2 separate regions of the Ovis aries genome follow, and region 1 is linked to region 2. Evidence: chromatin contacts called from public Hi-C data. All regions are on one chromosome and are shown on one strand. The core of a region is the stretch at or near the end of the contact, and the rest is flanking DNA. Distances in the headings are between cores, read along the strand shown. Region 1 has its middle 39 kb from the start of RDH14. Region 2 has its middle 120 kb from the start of RDH14.

Evidence for each region. Hi-C and Micro-C count contacts between places; a contact is called where the count stands out from the background.
Region 1: a Hi-C map of liver shows a contact between it and region 2, with 4 times the contacts expected there. The contact joins two enhancer-like sites. A contact is called at or near these places in 5 of 16 Hi-C or Micro-C datasets (liver, omental adipose tissue, skin fibroblasts and 1 more).

What each region holds. Positions count from the first base shown.
Region 1 is chr3:26,505,139-26,512,013 of ARS-UI_Ramb_v3.0, forward strand. No RefSeq gene overlaps it. Among named protein-coding and RNA genes, the nearest start is that of RDH14, 39 kb to the right of the region's middle. Within about 2 kb of position 2,408, at least 2 of the 54 cell types and tissues checked have an H3K27ac peak or open chromatin away from gene starts, as enhancers often do. A contact at or near this core is called in liver, where this site is marked.
Region 2 is chr3:26,424,185-26,431,263 of ARS-UI_Ramb_v3.0, forward strand. No RefSeq gene overlaps it. Among named protein-coding and RNA genes, the nearest start is that of RDH14, 120 kb to the right of the region's middle. Within about 2 kb of position 1,362, at least 1 of the 54 cell types and tissues checked has an H3K27ac peak or open chromatin away from gene starts, as enhancers often do. A contact at or near this core is called in liver, where this site is marked.

The DNA.
Region 1 (6,875 bases), core at 1,158-3,657, 82 kb after region 2:
CTGAATGCATAATCACAGACTCAGGGGGAGACAGGAGCTGTCACTCTTTGAGGGGCTGGAGTGGGAAGAAAAGATGAAGCTGGAAATGATTTGCTTCGGGTGACTCTAAGTGTCAACATCTCTTGCATATTTTGATGCTTCGGAAACGATAACCAAACTCTTCTTGAATTTACTTTTGGACCTTCCACTTTGAAGAGATAGCTGCTGACAATAGGGTCTGGAATCCTGGGACCTCAGAGAACTCCTCAGACCCTGGACTTTTATCATTTCCTGGAAGAAGGGGAGAGAATCTTTCCCGTGGCTTCCCCTACAGAGGTGGCCAAAGATAAACACTAACCCAACACAACTGCACCCAACTGTGCAGATGGCAGGTCAGAACGTCATCTGAGACTTCACACCCCGACCATGGAGAAAACGACTCTGGTTCGTGCCAAAGGCAGACCCGTCTCGCTCTGTGGAAGTAGCACTAGTGAAGCGTAAACACACCTCCTTCTCCCAGATGCTCAGGGCTCTGTTTACAGATTAAATCTCAGGATGTATATATTTGATGTTCTTATTCCAGGATATTAATGGCAAAATGAACTTGTCAGGTGATGGCTCCGTCACATTAATGTCTGATGGACGGTTCAGATGTGAAAGGTGCATGGGGCGTGCTGAGGGCTCTGCGTGTGCTGGTCGGAGGCTGCAAGGCTGGAATGCGATTTTGTTTAGAGTGAACCCAAATGGAGTCGATTTAACCCTGCAGGAGTGGAGTCATCTGAAATACCACAGTCCCCAAAGGCAGGGTCTTGGTAAATAGAATAAAATGTGCAAAATATTTACCTTGTGATTAGCAATCTGCCTAATGCAGTCTGGCAGCATTTTTAGGAAGCTTTGTGGGTTTTAACCATTAATTCTAAATTTATGGCCGGTTCAGAGTTCAACTAGTGATGGGGCTCTGCAGGTTTCTAAAGCCAGTTTAAATCTTCCAGAGGTACCTGGGTCATCTCCTGCCTAGAGAGATCTGAAGAGCATTCTCTCAGAAGACAAGGGACATGCCCAGGCTAACGGGCACTCTCTTGGGTTTATGCTGCATTAGTGAACAGAGGTTCAGGTTCTGGGGGTTGGGTATAGTCTGGTTGGGAGGCGAGTCTAACCCACCAGGAAACAAATGCAGAACCAGATGGACCTGTTAGACCTAATGCCCAGCAATATGGTAGAGGATCTAGCCAGACTTTGAGGGATCCACTAAGATCTGCCAACATGCTTCTCCAACATAGGGTGAATTGGCAGCTGCAAGATATGAATTAGGGGCTTCCCTGAGGGTCCAGTGATGAAGACTCGGTCTTTTAATGCACTGGGGTGGGTTTAATCCCTGGTTGGGAAGCTAAGATCACATATTCCTTGTAGCCAAAAAACAAAAACAAAAGGCCCATAAAACAGAAGCAATATTGCAACAAATTCAATAAAGACTTTAAAAAAGTCATCGAAAAGATCTTAAAAAGAAAGAGGGTATGAGTTAGAAGCAACCCAAATTGAGAGCAGAGCAAGCGCCATCTTACAGCATGTAAAAGCATTTGGTGTCTCTTCACATTATCTCGAGTTAGTGTGGTGACGGGAGTGACAGGAGAAGGAGGGTGAGAGGTACTGGATTCTCTTTTCCCTCCCCACCTGTATCTGCCAGGAAGTGTCCTCTCTTTTCCCCTTCAGCCTCGTCCTGCGTTCTACCCACAGCCCTTCAGAGATGATGGGAAGCTGCCCGCTAAGAAAAGAATACCAGCCCTGGGGTTGCTATTGCAACCTCTTGCTCCCTGATTCATATTTGTCATTGTCCTTGTCGATTAGTCCCTAAGTTGTGTCCAACTCTTTTGAGACCCCATGGACTCTAGCCTACCAGGTTCCTCTGTCCATGGAATTGCCTTAGCTACCTGGTTCACAGTTACCCACCAAGAAACCTCATTTTCTGCTGCCTTTGTGAGGTCATGGGGAAACCCTCGTGTCTCACAGAGGACCCTACAGGTCTAAAAGTCAACCAAGCCAGAGCCCTAAAATTGATGGTAAAGAACAATTCTTACTGAAAGGCTTATTTTAAGTTAAAACAATTATTATAAAAACCAAGTTTAATTTTTCCTGGATCTTGCTTTGTAATAACTAGTTGAAAGCCAACATCAGAGGCAGGTGAACATTTTAGTTATTTCCAGAATATTTAACTAACTACAGAATTGATTTAAAAGGCAGGGACACCTTTTTCTTTTTTTTTCCTGAGAGTAAGTCCCTTTGTCTCATGGACATAAAAGAAAATAACAGAAAAACATTTCAGCTCTTTAAAAACCCTGTAAAAGCCAGTCAGAACAGAGGCACTTGTTTCCCACACTTTTTCAAAGCAATCAATCCAGTGGCCCCATGTGCCAAACTCCCTGTCAGGTACGGAGGACACAGAGGTGACTCAGATGTGGCTGTTGCCCTCTGTAACCACCTTGCTCTTCAAGAGGCTGTGGCTGAGGAGTGCTCTCTGTGGGAATCTCCTTTGTAGGATGAAGGGTCTCCCAAGAAACACGATCTGGCATCTTCCACCCTTGCTCGCTCATGACTCATATTAAAAATGTCTAGGCTGAAGTGAGTTTGTGAGAAAAAAAAAAAAAGAAGAAGAAAAATGAGAAGTAAATACATTTGACAATAAATTTGAGATCATAAACCTTGGGATTCTTTTTATAATACCACGTACTTCAAAATCAGGCAGTATTTTTCATTCGACATGGATTTAAAGGTAGCTCAAAGAAAACACAGGATTAACTGTAAGTAGTGGGATAGTGAGTGTGAGCCAAGCCTCCAAATAAACACATCAGAGGCTCGGTCTAAAAAAAGGCAGAACACAAATAACCTCTTCTTGATGTGCCTACAGTTTCGTTTAACTGTTCCCAGGTCAAGGACTAATTTGCCAAAAAAAAAAAAAAAAGGTTAACTCCAGTGCAGCAAGGCAGCGAGTGCTTCAGGAGGCAAGCTTTGTGCATGTGGCTTGTCGATGCTGGGCTACTCGAGGCCCTGCTGGTGGAACGGCTCTCAGACAAGCGTGTCTGAAAAGCCTTTGGTGAAAGTGAATGAACGTCACTGCCGGCAGAAGTTGGAGAGCACGGGCCTTTGCAAACATGGCATTGGCGTATACCCACATCTTGATGTCTCCTTAGCCTACACACATTTGTTTGGAGAGGATGTGGGACCTTGGGCAGCCTACTTCCCTTCCTGGGCTTGGTGTCCTCCCTGTGAAACAAGGAGCTTGAATGAGCCTCCCTTTCAAAGCCCTCTCTCCCCAGGGGCTCCACGGAGGAAGGCTGGCCTCTCACCCCAGGAGCTTCCAACTGAAGGAGAACGGTCAAGTAGCCAAAGTCCTTGGAGCTCAGCTGCAGGGCAGTTTCCACTAGCACTCATCTTTCAGAGCCCTGGGACCAAAGGATGTGCAGAGCATGATAACATTTGCAGGCAGAGACTGAAGGGCTCCCTTCAGGTCACGTGACTTCTCAATTTTTACACTTCATCATCTGCTGTCCCACCTGTCTTCACTCAGTGAGTCTCCGTGTTGTCGTGCATGTCGAAGTTACATGGGGACGCTGTTAAATGTGTAGCTCTTTGAGCCTTCCTTGCTCCCAAGGATTCTCATTCAACAGGTCTAGGCTGTGGCCAGGAAATGGCACGCTTAACAGTTACGCCCCCGGATCTGCCTTGTGCTTTGAGCACCACTGTTCTGATTGCTCTGAATTTGGGGTTCACCTTCTGTTCAGGCCAGGACCCCATCTGGCCTTGCAGCATAACAGGGAGCAAAGCGAAAGGAACCTGCCAGGTATTCAACCAAAATTCAAGGAGGAACTGAATCAATGTGTAAAGAAAGCACGCATCAGAGGAAACGTCATCATCACCCTGAACTACCAAACAAAGCCATGCAGAGCTTTCCAGGTGATGCTTGAGGAGCCAGCATGAGTGGAGAGGAGTGCAGGGCAGACTCCAAAGGTGGGTCCCCATCGGGCCACCAGAAACAGTAGGCTGCTGGCAAACGAGGCTGCTTCTTCGGCAAACACTTCTGTCCAGAGGGAGTCCCTAAGCCCTTGCTGTATTTTAAGCTGCGACCCTCAAAATGTCAAAAGTGAGATTAAAGTGTAAATGATTGTCAATTCATTTCTGTCCTCCTGGTCCTGGGCTGAGTGTTACAGGCCTTCTGGGGACGCAGGGCAGCAGGGGAGGGGAGGGGCTGGGGACGGTCTTAAAATGTAACCGAATAGAATGAGCTCCACTCTGTCTTGGGGGGATAAAGCAGTTCACAGGCTGCTACTTTTTGTGACATAGCTTTTATGGGGGGAGAGCCAGAATATTAAGCTCATTGCTTCCAGATGGGAAGGTTGGACAAGACAGAGGAGCCTTGGCTCTGAAAGCCTGGACGCCGGGGTGCGATAGGGATGTGACATATTGAAGTAATCGAGATAGAAGATCTGGCTTTAGCCAAGGCTGTCAGATAGATACTTTTTAAAACATTACATTGTTTGTAACAAGGTATTGTGTATCCTCCCAGAAACCCTGCTGCCTGGGTCTCTGGGAAGGCAGTGAGGGGAAAAGTGTGCTTATTTTGCTTGAGTTACTAAAGCTCCTTTTATATATGAGGAATTTGGCATCTCCTGGCTGGGAGCGGCTGAGCCAACAGTCCGATGCACTTGTAATGTAGATCATGCTAGTGACTCGCTAAGTAAGTCCAGGTGCTTGCATAAGAGGCAGGGTCCTAAGCACTCCCTTCTTTGAGCCCTGAAGCAATCATGGCCCAGCGCCTCAAATGAGCCTCAAATCTGTTTAATAAATCATCTGTCTATTTATAGAGTTAATTCCAGGGAGAAATGATTCAGGCTGTCTAGTGGAATCTCTTCCACCAGAGGGCGCCAATGCCCACCTCATTCATTCTGGGCTGCTCTTGTACCAGAAATTTCAGCTCCCATGGAAGCCCATTGTCTGGGTTTTTCCTGCTCATGTAACCTCTGGGACCCTGGATTCTTGCATATGGACCAACGCTCGGTGGGGATGGGGAATAAAAATCCAGACTTCTTTGGAGGGTCATGTCCAGTGTCCACAGCGAAGAGTTTTTGTTAAGGGGGCTTCCCTAGTGACTCAGGTGGTAAAGAATCTGCCTGCAATGAGGGAGACCTGTGTTCGATCCCTGGGTTGGGAAGATCCTCTGGAGGAGGGCATGACAGCTCACTCCAGTATTCTTGCCTGGAGAAATCCCCATGGATAGAGTTGCCTGGTGGGCTGCAGGCCATGGGGTTGCAAAGAGTCAGACACAGCTGAGCGACCTTGTACACACACACAGGGGCAAGGGAGAGAAGGTCCAGCTGTATTTGGGAATCTCCAGTTTGCAGCGCGCTGCTGGTTTACTTGTAATTCTGTCAGGGACAGCTCCTTTCCTGGTGAACTTCACACCTGAAAACAGGTTGGGACATCCCTATGGACCCCCTGTATCTGCTTCGCTTTTTAAAGGCTGGTAACTGTTAGGCTCGTATTTTGATTAAAATTTTGTGTTAACGTCTCCCCCTTTTCAATGTAATTCCAGGATATTTAATTTCAACCAATCGTCTGAGGGGAGGAGGGGGGAGGTCCTTGATGGGAAACAGCACACTGGGAAAGCCAGCCAAGAAAGACAGGAGAGCAGTTTGGGGCTGCAGAGATGTGACAACTGAAATCTCTTTTGTTCTCCCAGGCAGGCTCTGAAACCAAAGCCCTGCAAAGACAGGCGATCTACCTCTGAGCTTGGGATCACGATGACCGATTGTCCAGGCCAGTCTTCCTGCCGCCTTGTGGGAAGCTCCTTGAAAGTGTCTCGGCCTCAATCACCTGGTTGGACTCTGGGAAGAGGAACCCCCTACCTTTCGACACTGGCCATGGGAATATGGAGAGAAAAATAGGAGGTCTTCAGAAAAACCAGTCTCTGGAGACTGTGGTGGACAATGATTTTAATGTCCCAGCCTCGAAAGAACTCAAACTTCAGATGACTGAGATGGATAAAGGGACTGTAGTCTAACAGTTATCTGGGCTTTCCAGGTGGCTTATTGGTGAAGAATCTGCCTGCCAGCGCAGGAGATGTGGGTTCAAACTGAGGGTGAGGGAGATCCCCTGGAGGAGGAAATGGCAACTCACTCCAGTATTCTTTCCTGAAAAATCCCATAGACGGGAGAGCCTAGTGGGCTATAGTCCATGTGGTCTCAAAGAGTAGGACCTCAACCGAGTGACTAAGTGTGCATGCACACAAACACACACACAGGCAAACTTTAGTCCCCCTCACTCTAGCTATAGGGTGGTAGTCGCCTGTTCAAAGGTCTGCAGGGTCGAGGCAGGTAATGTAAATATACTCATGAAGGCATTCCTGCCACAGAGCAAGTGCCCGATAAATATATGTTGACTCAATGACTGAATGAAGGTGGGTCTGGTAGGAGTCATTAGGGAAAGGGGTGTGTGTGTGTGTGTGTTAGTCGCTCAGTCATGTCTGACTTTTTGTGACCCCATGGACTGTAGCACACCAGGCTTCTCTGTCCGTGGAATTCTTCAAGCAAGAATACTGGATTGGGTTGCTATTCCCTTCTCCAGAGGATCTTCCCGACCCAGGGATGGAACCTGGGTCTCCTACATTGCAGGCAGATTCTTTACCATCTGAGCCACCAGTGAATGGTGGGGACCATGTTAAACTGGAAGGCACATGCCCTGTATTTGGGATTTAAATTGCATTTTTTAAACATGATTTTAAATATCTTCTGACCCAAGGGCTATGATTTGTAACTCGACATTCACTTTTATGTAGGTAAGGCCTACTTACCCACTTTGGATTAGGTAAACTCAGTCACTTTGGAGATGTTATGTATGGATAGTAT
Region 2 (7,079 bases), core at 112-2,611:
ATGAAGTAATGAAAAATTTTCAGGTAGCACTGTAAAATCAATCTCAACAGCTCATCCTTAAATGCATATTCAAACTCTACCCATTCTTAGAGGTCCAGTTCAGACTCATTTCTTCTAGGAAACTCTTCTCAACCACTTGAACCCAGAGGTCACACAATTCTCATTCTCCCAAAAATATGTTACTATTTCCCAGCCAGTTCCTTCCCGTCCTCTCCTATCTCAGGACGTGGCACCACTACCTGATTCTCCATGGAGTTCTGCAGCTCCACTGCCTAATGTATCCAGACTCTGCCCAGGTCACTAGTAGCATTTATTCCAGAGCATCATGAATGTCTAGTCCTGAAGCATCGTGATACCCTCCGAATTCATCTCCCTTCTACCGTTTCCCTTCTACCATCCATTCTGTGCAGAGCAGGCATGTGATGTCTTGAAACATAAACTATGTTACTCTTGATCTCTCCAGTGGCTTTCTGTTACCCTCAAATAAAATTACCTCAAATACCCGCTGTCTACAATGTGGGAGGCCTGGTTTCAATCTCTGGGTTGGGAAGATCCCCTGGAGAAGGAAATGGCACCCCACTCCAGTACTCTTGCCTGGAAAATCCCATGGACGGAGGAGCCTGGTGGGCTACAGTCCACGGGGTTGCAAAGAGTTGGACACAACGGAGCGACTTCACTTTCAATTTCAACGCTTGTTTGTTCAGTTGTATCCGACTCTTTACTACCCCATGGACTATAGCCCACCAAGCTCCTCTGTCCACGGAATGTTCCAGGCAAGAATATAGGAGTGGGTTGCCATTTCCTTCTCCAGGGCATCTTTCCAACTCAAGGATCAAACCCAAGTCTCTTGTGTCTCCTAAATCGGCAGGCAGATTCTTTACCAATGTGCCCCCTGGGACACGCACCTTCACTTGCCCTCAATCAGACCTGTCTGCTCTAGTTTCTCCATCGCTGCGGAAGAATTAAAATCATCTTCAATTTGTTACTACTTATATGGTCTATCTCCTCCCACTAGAACAAAAATTTCACAAGAACCTTATCTGTGTTTCCCTCATTGAATCTCCATGTCTAGATCAGTCTTAACCATGCAGTAGACGCTCAGCAAATATTTGCTCAATGACTGAATAATGAATGCAAGGCTGTCTATTCTTCTCAATGCTTAATATAATAACTGGGCCCTTTAATAATGTAAACTCTATGAGAGAAGGCACCCATGTTCTTCATACACACCCTAACACAATTGTTAAGAAACATAAGTACATGTTTAGCTGCTTTGTCAAGGGGAAGAAGGAACGGTGTTCTAGGTTTTCTGCTGAATAACCTTTGGGTCTCGCATGTTTCAGAGACTCTGTCCCTGGTCTACTGACCTTTGCTGTTTATTCACAGAGATAAGGCAATTTTGTGTGAAGCGGGTCTGTATATCCCTCAATGAACTCAGACTGGGGCCCTATCTAAGACACCTAGTATAAGCAGGTCTCCCTCTCCCTCTGATTTCCTGGCTCCACTTCTAAGCCTCTTACATATCACAGAGAAATCCATCCAGTAGCTAACTCTCAAGCTCTTACCTAAAGAAATAAGGAGCGAGCCAACCAAAAAATGTGCTAGCCATGACTATTATTTGGAAGAGCATGATGTGCTTAAGTGAAAGATACCCTAGCAGAACGCTTCAACCTTGACTTTCTAGAAGCACTTGCCAATTTCCTCTAATGGCCATCATCGTTGCATTCGCATGGTACTTTTAGAAGTACTGTCTGCTTATGGCCAAAGGAGATCTTCTCTGTATCTCTTTTTGCCTTCAGTGCATCCCTGAAACTAACAAGATTTGTGAACGACGTACCTCAGGGGACTATGTTGAGGTAGCCTGGGTCAGACAGACTCCGCTCTCTGTGTGAAATAATCCTATCTGTGTGTGCTCGGGTTTTAAAGTTGACCCTCATTAATCATAGCTCCAGTTCCTTTAGACACTCCAGAGCTGATCCATCCATTTTTTTTCCCCTGGACAACCATCCATATAGACCCCCAAATAAGTTATTTATTCCTGAAATGACTTGATCTGGCATCACCCAGCCTTCTATAACCTCCTGTGTATGAAAGAGAGAAATGAATGACTTGGGCTACATCAAAGTGTTGTTTTACTTTCCATATAGTCATTAACTTTAAATGTTCCCAAACTAATAGTCCAAGACATTGTAAAGAGGTAATAAGTTCAAAGGAACAGAAAACATAAAGCAGAACTCCGGAGTCATTTGAAAGTATTTTCTCTAAATGTGTGCAAGCTTTCAAGGCTGCTAGGCAAAAAGAACCTGGATCGGCATTTTGGCTGGTGCTGAAAAGAAGTTTCCCCAAGTGGAGTGTGTAAGCGAGTTGCCAGGCCAACCTCTTTGAGAGCAGAAGCATGTCTTTAGAGGACCTGCTATTTCAGAGAAGGCTGCACTGAGCTGGCTCATTCTTCCTTCAATTAAAGGCCAATTTGTCTCTTTCTTTAAATCTCTCTTCCCTTGTTTGGATCCATGTGCTCCAGGTCACTTAGTTGGTCTACTGCTCGACAGAATAGGGTGTCTCTGTAAGAGAAAATTACCAAGGGATTAAGTTATATAAACTGAAGATCCAAGTTCCCGTTGTAAAACCTCTACTCACTGAGTTAAATAGAGTGTGGGGTAGAAGGTCAGAGCCCTATATGTTTCTCTGAAACATCAGAGCTAAAAAGTTGCTTTTTTCTTTTTCCCCCCAGCAGACACATGGAGAAAGCCATCATAGTCATGGAGTTTTCCATGAGCAGACTTGCCTAGCAAGCTGTTTGTGGAGACGAAGTACTTCTGCTATTCATCACACCTTCAGATTCTCCCAGCTTCCATCATACTGGACCACTGTGGATTTTGCATTCCATCTTCACATCCTGGACAGAGACTTAAAATCTAAAAAGGATGTAGATTACTTTTATTTCTAATAAAAACCGTGAAATAAAAGACAATTTTACTTGTTCTCCCTTCCTTTCCACATTTTCTTTCCTGCTGTGCAGACTTATTTTTGTATACTCAAAGTCACAAGAAGCCACATATGTCTTATGATACTTATTTTTTCACTTCACGTTTATGCCTTGGACATAAAATCCTGCTATGCAATTTTCAAAAGAATTATTTTAATGGCTACTGAAAATTTCATTGAATGCATACCCTAGGACTCACTTAACCATCTGTCTATTATTGGATATTGAAATTGTTTTCAAACATTTCAGTATTAATGCTCTCAGTAATAAACATTTTGAGCAAGAATAGTTTTCCTCTTTTATGGGCAATATGCCATTTGGATGGGATATTTATCATGGGATTATAGAGCTGCAGCATGTAGCATTTTTATGGCTCCTGATAGAGGTGGGTAAGATTCTTTATGGAACACTTTGTTCAGTTACAGTTTTTATCTGGCATTGTTCAGGCACCATTTCTCCATACCCTCACCCACGTTGGACCTGATAGAGAAGAAATTAGTAGGCATCCCAGAGATACCAAACTGTAGTAGACACTAACCAAAACCAAAAATTATGACAAGCTGAATTTAGTCAAACTATGCACAGATCCAACCTAATATGAATCCTGCTTTCATTCGGTTTCTATCATTTTCTTTCTTAACAATTCATTTTGAAATTTTGGGGGAAAAAAGGGTACTCAGGTTTCTGCCACCTGGATCATCATCATCATTATTTATTCATTTTAGTTTTATTACTAATAATCATTCATATTTTAGAGTATTATTATGCGATTACTGTTTTATACACATATTTTAAAAACAAAAGTAGAATCCAACAGAATATGTTATCTTCAGTATTCTACTTTGCACTAAATAATATATGAATAATACACTTATAATAAACAATTTTATCACAATATTAATGGCAGTGATTATTTAAATTTATCACATGAATATAACAAATCTCCTATGGTTTGCCATGTAAGTTTTTCAAACTTTTATCTGTTGCAATTAACGCTGCCATGATAGCCATCATTTTAGTGGAATATATCCTAGGACGAAACTGTGATAATAGCCTAAAGATCATTTTTAATATAGAATTTCTGGACTAAAGTGTACTCATTCATATTGTAAGGCCTGCGAGGAACATTTACAAATTGCCTTTCAGAAGTACTGTCTGGCAAAAGCCTAAAGGCGATGATTTATTTTCTAGACCTTCACAATTCAGCACAGCATCATTTTAAAAACAATCGTTTTATTTATTGATTGATTTTTTAAAATATAAATTTATTTATTTTCATTGGAGGTTAATTACTTTACAATATTGTATTGGTTTTGCCATACATCAACATGAATCCGCCACTGGTATACACGTGTTCCCCATCCTGGAAAAATAAAAATAAAAAAAATAAAAACAGTCATTTTAAGCTTGATGGACAAACATCATATTGCTTAACTTTCATTTGGATTTTTTATCATTTGTGAATTTATCCATCTGCTTTCTGATATTTACTTTAATGTGTATTTTGTGTGCGTATTCGTGTCCTTCACCTGTTTTTCTATTGCTAACTTTTCTCCTGTTTAAACTCAGTCTTCAGTTGTTAGGAGCATTGGGGTGTCCCACATAATGTGGGCACCTCGTACCTTGCGGCTTTATTCTGCCAGACTGCTCCTCTGTTTTACACATTGAATTAATCTTGGGCTTGTGAATGAGGAGTTAGGATATCTGAATTTATCCTGAGAAGTGTCACTACAGTACCCATGCAAGGGGCTATCAGGACACGAGACATGAAAATAAATTTATGTGAGATTAGAAATGGCGTTCAATGCCAGGGATTTAAGATTCGTTTTCCGTCCGCAGTAGGGAATCATTGAGAAGTTTTGAGTGGGAGAAAGACGAGATTAAAAAAAGGTTTCAGACAGTATCCAGCAGGTGGCGCCATTGTAACACGTCTTCTGCCTAAGGGCTTCTCCCAAGCAGCTTGAGTTTTGCAGGTAAAATCCACGTGAGAAAAGGTACCTTTTCCCAAACATTCAGACAAGATGGTCTAGATGACTCTAGTGGACTAGGCTGGGATGGCTTTTCCTAAAAACTCTTACAGAGCAGCTGTGCCCCTCCTTTTTTAACAATAATATTCATGCTTGCTTTCAGAGCCTGTTTTTTTGTTCATGTATATATATTTCATTCCTCCGGAGTTTTCGTTCTTGCTTTTGTGTGCATCAGGTTATTTCTTCAAATATCAAATGTTGTTTCCGACAAATTATTATCGGCCTTTTTAATGAAGACTAGAGTAGTAACTTTCAACTCTTGAGAAGTTGTGAAAGTATCAGTGCAGGAGGGGAGAACTATACTCTGAACAAGTCACTAAATTAGGGTCCATGACTTCATTCTCACCAGATAAATAGCAATATGTCCAAATGACTAGACATTCATTTCCTTCCATGAAATTCTTCATATCAATTAAATGGTGTGTGCATGCATGCTAAGTCACTTCAGCCCTATGGGACCCTATGGACTGTAGCCCGCCAGGCTCCTCTGTCCATGGGATTCTCCAGGCAAGAATACTGGAGTGGATTGCCATGCCCTCTTCCAGGGGATCTTCCTGACCCAGAGATTGAACCCACATCTCTTCATTCCTTCATTGACAGGAAGTTTATTTATGAGTAAAGCTACCTGAGAAGCTCCTGATTAAAAGGTAAGGACCGAATACTGAGTATTTGATATTTTGAGATAAATGAGAAAATTCAAGAATTTCTCTATGATTCTAAGAGCTATTTTAAGATTTGTATCATCTTTTGTTCTTTTGATTCAATTTGTTTGAAACATCTCCACTTACATTAAAAAAAAAAATAAAAGGATTCAGTACAAACTATTAGAGGCCAAATGTTTTTCCCTGAAACCTCAGTGGATCCCCTCTGAATGACAGCAAGGCACATGTTTGTAGTTGGGAATCTGGCAGCAAGGAGCGTAAATGCTGATGGTCAAGATGTTCTGGTTCAGAAGTTAGAAAATAAATAATTCCTGAGAGGAAGGATTCTCCGGCTCTGGGCAGCTGATACGGCAATAAAATAAATAGGCAGTAAAATACACTTCCTGTTTTGAGCGCTCACATTTCATCTTGGCCAAGCACATCTCTTAAATTCAATCTCATGCTTCCATAAATAAACCTGGCACCTTTTTAAACACTTTTCCATCTGCTGCAGAATGAGGAGCGCATTATTGAATACACCTCGGGGAGTCCCAGAAATGGGAAAAGACTACTTGTGAAGAACACACCATTGCCGTTGGCCTCGGCCCAGAGAAGCCATCAGGAGATTGTTTGAGTTCAAACCATTGTAACGAGACCCTGATGGTGTTTCCCCACCGCCTTTGCTTCTATGTGAGGTTGTCATGGTCGGGGCTTTGCACCAGGAGGAGCGAGGAAGGGTCTTAGGTCGAGTCAGGATTAGACATGTTTGCAGGACTCGTTTCTGTAACACCTGTGGTAGTTCTCGTCCCAGCTCCTGACACCTTTTCCAACATGTTAATCCAGTTTCCTAGGATGGATAGAAATTGTCCACCTACACTAGAACCCAGAGGAAGAGGTCTGATTCCAGACAATAGAAAGTACAGGGGTCTCCTTGAGTGCGCAGTACTCAACTCTCAGCTCATCCCCTTGGTGGTGGAAAGCATGGGGTGCTATCACAGAGAAATGACGGAAACCAGAGATTTGCTGTTGACTGTGTGATCTTCAACAGGTAGGGAGCTCACTGTATCCTCGGAGTGCTGCAAAATAAAGTGAAGCAAAACCCATGTTGTTGTTTAGTCACTGAGTTGAGTCCAACTCTTTTGTGACCCTGTGGACTATAAGCCTGCCAGGCTCCTCTGTCCATGGGGATTTCCCAGGCAAGAATACTGGAGTGGGTTGCCATTTCCTTCTCTAGGGAATCTTCCTGACCCAGGGATTGAACCCGTGCCTCCTGCATCTACCTGAATTGGCACGTGGGTTCTTTACCACCGAGCACCAGGGAAGCCAAAAAGCCCCCATTCACCATCTTGTTCGCCATCAGATCGTCCACACTGCTTACAAGCTTCCTGAGCCACCGGGCCATCTACCAACTGGCACAGAGTCTAA